2 separate regions of the Sus scrofa genome follow, and region 2 is linked to region 1. The links are chromatin contacts, called in public HiChIP or PLAC-seq maps. All regions are on one chromosome and are shown on one strand. Each heading gives the region's core, a stretch centred on a gene start, on an enhancer-like site or on the middle of the called end of the contact. The rest is flanking DNA. Distances are from core to core; before and after follow the strand shown.

Region 1 (2,683 bases), core at 124-2,623:
GAAAAGAATGCACTTTTCCAGTCTGGGCTGCTTTGAAAAAAAAAAAAAAAAGGTAAAACTTGCTATCTTCTGACTCCATGTAACACTGCTGTAGATTCCCTTTTATATAACAATAACTTGATCCTACTCAAAATACTTGGCACCTTTCGTGACAGAGTGGAATGTAAGAACACTTTAGCAGATCTGAAAGTGAGCAAATGCTGGTCGTGTTGGAATGAAGAGGCAGCAGGCTTTGCAGTTGTTGATTCAGAGGACGCGGAAGATAAGAATGCCAGGATTAACACAATAGACCCCCTTCATTACCTATGGCTGAACAACGCGATTATTAAGACGGCGGCACATTGTGCAGCAGCCTTAAGGAAGGGTGGCTGGATGGTCGATCAACGCTATTCTAGGCTGCTGATCCGTGAGAGACTGTTTTTGAGTTTAACTTGTAAACTGTTTTATTTTGGCATTTATATCGTGTTACCCTTGCCGTGGAGAGAGAGAGGAGGTTGTGTTTTATTTTTTTACGTTGTTCTCGGCATTTTTTCAGTTCCATACCCATCTGCATTTTATTAGGAGGGGGGGACTCGTTCAAAGACATCTCCTGTTTAATCATGTTTAAACAATCTGTTTAAGACCTGTTGTGTCGATATAAACACAATGGTCCTTTAATGTAGTAAAAACAGACTTCTGACAGACACAGCGCATAACAGACATCCATCCATTATTGCTTAAGCTGCTGTTCCTTCCATGCCTGACCTGAGAGGGTAACCACAGAGCTCAGCTGACAGCACTGGCTGCTCAGAAGACCCTGACGTCCCCCTTATTCATGTCTAAGGAGCAGAGAATTGCAGAGCTGCCGACAATTGGAGCGGCCTTAGACCAGATTAAAACTAAGTACCTTAAATCTGTCTTAATGGCCGTGTTTACATCTCCTTCTTCTTCATTCCTTTAAAAAAGTAATCAGGTTTCGCAAGCGTTAAGAAAACCACCTCTTCTTGCCAGCTGGACGAGGTCCAGTTTAAGCAAGAAATTCTCTGTGGTGCCCCCCCCAACCCCCAGCCTGCCCCCCCCCCGCCCTTTTTGTTCCTGTCTTTTTCTTTTTTCTTCTTCTGTGATCTTCACTGCCATTCAGCACAGCAAGACGAGGCTGCAGGAGCTGGCTGACTTTTTCCTAGGTTATTCCTTTTGAGCGTTTTCTTCCTGTTACGGCGACGGGAAAATTGAAAATGATGTTGCACGGCTGTTAGCAGCATATGTCAAGAGAGGAGCCTTTGCACTTTTTAATTGCTGCGATGGAGTGCTTCTTTTTCTCTGCCTCAGACACACACCCAGTGACACAGCACATGCACAAAGTCATCAGAAGGAAAGAGAAACAGAAAAGATCGCATATGCTCAGGAAACAGCCAGGATCCAGGAGTTGCGTGACAGTCTGAGGCTCGTTGTCACTAGGCTCTTTGAAGAATAATGCCATCCATGTTGAGCTGGATTATTGGCAAATCAACACGGATGCTTTTTTGTTCAACTACGGACACGACCATTTCCATTGCTTAAGATGTTACCATTAAGAAAAAAATTTACCTCGCTCAGTGGGGTCTCTCTAAAGGCTCGTAGCACAAAACTGCGGGGTGTGTGCGTGAGTCTCGTATCGTCAGAGATGGCAAAGGAAGTGTTTTCAGAACTAACACACTCAAGTTTGATGACATTTGGGGAGTAACGTGTCCACCTAGAGAAAGAGATCTTTTGTTCATTTCCCAGAAACTAAAGGGAGAGAGACAGATCCTCACAGCCCAGGGTGGTTGTGGATGTTGGGTTGTAATTAGTAGAACAAGATGTGTCGTGAGAAAAACAGAGTCAGAATGAATGGGCATCATGTGATAAAAATCTCTGAATTCGGCTTCTCTGCTTTTTTCTTATTTTTGTTCTTTCTGGGTCTCTTTTCCTCAGCAGCCCCCCCACCCCCACCCTGCCTTCTTTCCTAGTAGGACAGCCTGGTATGTAAAAAAAACGGGACGGAGGCAGGTCAGGCGCTGGCTTCCTGTGTCACAGCCGACTTTCGTGACTTCAGACAAGTCACTGGGGTTTTCTGGGGCATCAGTTCCTTTTCTCAAATAAAAACATGGTCTGGCGAGATCCCCATTCTCTCCCAGCTCTGAAAAATTGGAATTTATGTAATTTTTACTTTGAATGGGCGTAAAGATGGACAAAAGCAGCCCTTGGAAACAACGGGCAGACAAAGTCGAAGGTTATTAACAGGATTGGAAACTAGACAGCACCAGGGAATCTGGAGGTAAAGAGGCAGCGTAGATGAGAGACGTTTTAGGACAGAGGCCAGGGGCTGTGCTCGTCAGCCAGGTTCCCTGGTGGTTCTTTCTCCCCTGCCTGCAAAAATATCACATCTCCGCTTGTAGATTGCCATTTATGCTTTCATCTGGTCTTTCTTTACCCTTTTTTTTTTTTTTCCCCTCCTTGCCTCCCATGCATGTCTTTTTCCTTAAATGTTTCAAGGTTTTGGACTCCATTATTTCAAGAAAAGGGATTGTTCTCGAAGCAGATTTTTTTAGAGGTTATTCCGTGATGGGTGACTGATGCTGGCATAGCTCCATCGCCCTGTCCTTTCCTCCAGATACTTCATTCTGTGCTGGTCGTGATTGGCCACAACCTCAAATCTAAAAGTCCTAAAGGAACTCGCTTTTAT
Region 2 (2,683 bases), core at 91-2,590, 220 kb after region 1:
AGACAATGTCACTGAGATCTAAGTGAAGTTGTTGAACAAATGCAAGATAGAAAGTAGTTTCTCTTTCAGTATAAACTCATTTCTAAGATTAATGACTGCATTTTGAAAGGAACAAATACCGGCAAAATCTTAGATTGGAAAATGGTCCCTAAGTATAATAAGACTGAGAGCTCTGTATCTCAGCTTGTACACACTATATATTTGAGTGTGTGCATATGTGCATTTATCATTCATTCATTCGTTTAACACATAATCGATTATCTCTTCTGTTGCTTTCACGATGCTAGGTACCATGTCATAGTGACCAGATTTGGTTTCCCAAGTCCACTGCTCCCACAAGAAACTCTAGACTTTTCAACTTGATTTCACAGAAACCAAAGGGCAGAACTGTGTTTTTTTCAGCTTCACGTGGTACTTTCATTGCTCCTTTAAAGTGTCAAGATTTAATTCGAAGTACCAGCAGCTCTTTAGTTTTAATTTTTATTTTTTTATTGAGGTATAGTTGATATCCAGTGTTTCAGGTGTACAGCAAAGTGATTCAGTTATACATATACATAGATATAAATAGAATGTCCTTTCTCATATTCTTTTCCATGATAGGTTATTACAAGATATTAAATGTGGTTTCCTGTGCTATCTGGTAGGCACTTGTTGTTACTTCTATTATATATAATAGTGTGTATCTCTTAATCCCCAATTCCACCCCCTTTTCCCTTTGGGGACCATAGATTGGTTTTCTAGGTCTGTGTATCTATTTCTAGTCTGAAAATAAGTTCATCAGCTCTTAAATTACATTATCTCGGAAGTTTCTACTCACATGCCAACTCTTTTGACATTCAAATTTCAACTCCCCCCCTTTTTCTCTTAAAACGATGAGCCCCAGGTAATTCATCTTGTGATGTTAGAGAGGATGACAGTGTGGGTCCGAGCTGATTAAAAAGCAGACCAAAAATATGCACGTGGCTCCATTAACACTTGTACTCCCAGGTCCACTGAGATCCATAACCCATAACCCATGTGCATCAATGGCTTCTGATCTTGGACATAAGACCTGAGGTGGCGGTCATGTTCGTCCCCCCTGTCCCATGACCTTATGCCTCTTATGCCAAATATTCCATCCTGAAGTCCCATCACCCCTGAAAACCATTGTCAGAATCATGATAATACAGTAAGTTTGCCAGGCAAATTGTGAAGTATGAGTCACAGTTCTATTGGTTCTGCATTTTTGAAAACTGCAAAATTTTGATCAAGATAGAAACTGAAATCTCTGAGTGTCACCTCCGGGGAGCCCTGACACGCTCACATCAGACTGTCCTTCTCACCCACCTCCCATAGCCCTAGTCACGCTATGCCTCTGCCACGAGTTACCCCCTGTTTGGTGCTCGGCCACTGGAAGACCTTCTGCCCCGGAGCCCTTCCAGTGGGTCTCACAGGCACTCACTCTGAGCCTGATCTCCGGCTTACCTGCCAGTCCTGGAGGGTGGTCTTGGAAGTACTGTGTTTCCCGTCTCCCTTTCCTCCCCCTGTTCAGACTCTGGGGTCCAGCCCTCCCTGGACTCAGCTCTGCCCTGGCTAAGATCCCTACCCTGAGGCTGGGATCTCCCCATCACCACTTGCTTAGACTTAGAATGGGTTTTTGAAAACCACTTATAGGAATCCACTGATATGTCGCTCCTTCCAAGAAGGCGGTGTTATCTTAAAGTGACCCTTGGTAGATAAACCTCACTGCAAAGGCTTTAGAATTGGGATTTTAAATTTGTTATTATTTATTTATTTATTTATTTATTTTTGGCCACCCCACAGCCACGGAGTTCCCGGGCCAGGGATCAGATCTGAGCCACCGTTGTGACCTAAGCTGTAGCTGCAGCTCTGTGCTGGGCCAGGGATCGAACCTGTGTCCCAGCGCCCCAACATGCTCCGATCCTGTTGCGCCACAGTGGGAGCTCCAGAATTGTGTTTCATGGAGTCCTTCCACGGATGTGCCTGAAGATCACCCCCTGGAGCCTGGAAATACTGCTGTCTTCCTGGGCTCTGACCGGGGCCACACCGCTTATATACCCCTTCTGCTCTGGGCCACCAAGCACGGTCAGAAATGGGTGGGCTCGGGAGCCTGACCATTCGATTTGAACTCCAGCTGCGTGACGTTGGGCAGGTCACTTAACTGATTGTGGCTCGGTTTTTTCATCTGGGAAATTGTAACCATAATAGTACCTGGTACCTGTCTTTAAAGGGCTGTTGTTGGACTCAATGAGTTAAAACATCTGGCACATAGCAAAGGCGATTGAGGAAGTTGCTGCTATGATTTTATATGGGGTGCCCTGCAAGATGGCACTTGAAGGAAGGTTTCCATTACTTTCCAAAAAAAATAAATAAATAAATAAAAGGAAAAACAAGCAAACAAAACCCCAAACTCCCGCTACCTTCAGTCAAAAAATGAACAAGTTATTGGAACTCTGCCACCCAGGGTAGGTTTCTTGGCGCCTCTGAAATCCTCCCTAAGTGTGGGGCTGAGCTGGCTCTGGGTTGGTGAGTAGACTGGCTCACACCCGGCATTCACATTCGGAGTGCTGACTTAGGGAGAGGGGTTAAGTGTCGTGTCTGGGCCGTTTATTCATTCTGTTACTCTATAAGGTGTTTTTTGTTTTGTTTTGTTTTTTTAAATAAGTTGTATTGAACTGATGCT

The links. HiChIP or PLAC-seq counts read pairs in DNA pulled down with a chosen protein or histone mark.
Region 2: a contact with region 1 is called in an H3K27ac HiChIP or PLAC-seq map of alveolar macrophages. The contact joins two enhancer-like sites. A contact is called at or near these places in 2 of 47 Hi-C or Micro-C datasets (embryonic fibroblasts and skeletal muscle) and 1 of 2 datasets of contacts at active chromatin or transcription factors (alveolar macrophages).

Annotation. Positions count from the first base shown.
Region 1 is chr7:40,279,333-40,282,015 of Sscrofa11.1, forward strand. All of the region lies in intron 5 of RUNX2 (runt-related transcription factor 2), which reads left to right. Among named protein-coding and RNA genes, the nearest start is that of SUPT3H, 120 kb to the left of the region's middle. Within about 2 kb of position 1,374, at least 12 of the 83 cell types and tissues checked have an H3K27ac peak or open chromatin away from gene starts, as enhancers often do. A contact at or near this core is called in alveolar macrophages, where this site is marked.
Region 2 is chr7:40,498,436-40,501,118 of Sscrofa11.1, forward strand. No RefSeq gene overlaps it. Among named protein-coding and RNA genes, the nearest start is that of CLIC5, 310 kb to the right of the region's middle. Within about 2 kb of position 1,341, at least 7 of the 83 cell types and tissues checked have an H3K27ac peak or open chromatin away from gene starts, as enhancers often do. A contact at or near this core is called in alveolar macrophages, where this site is marked.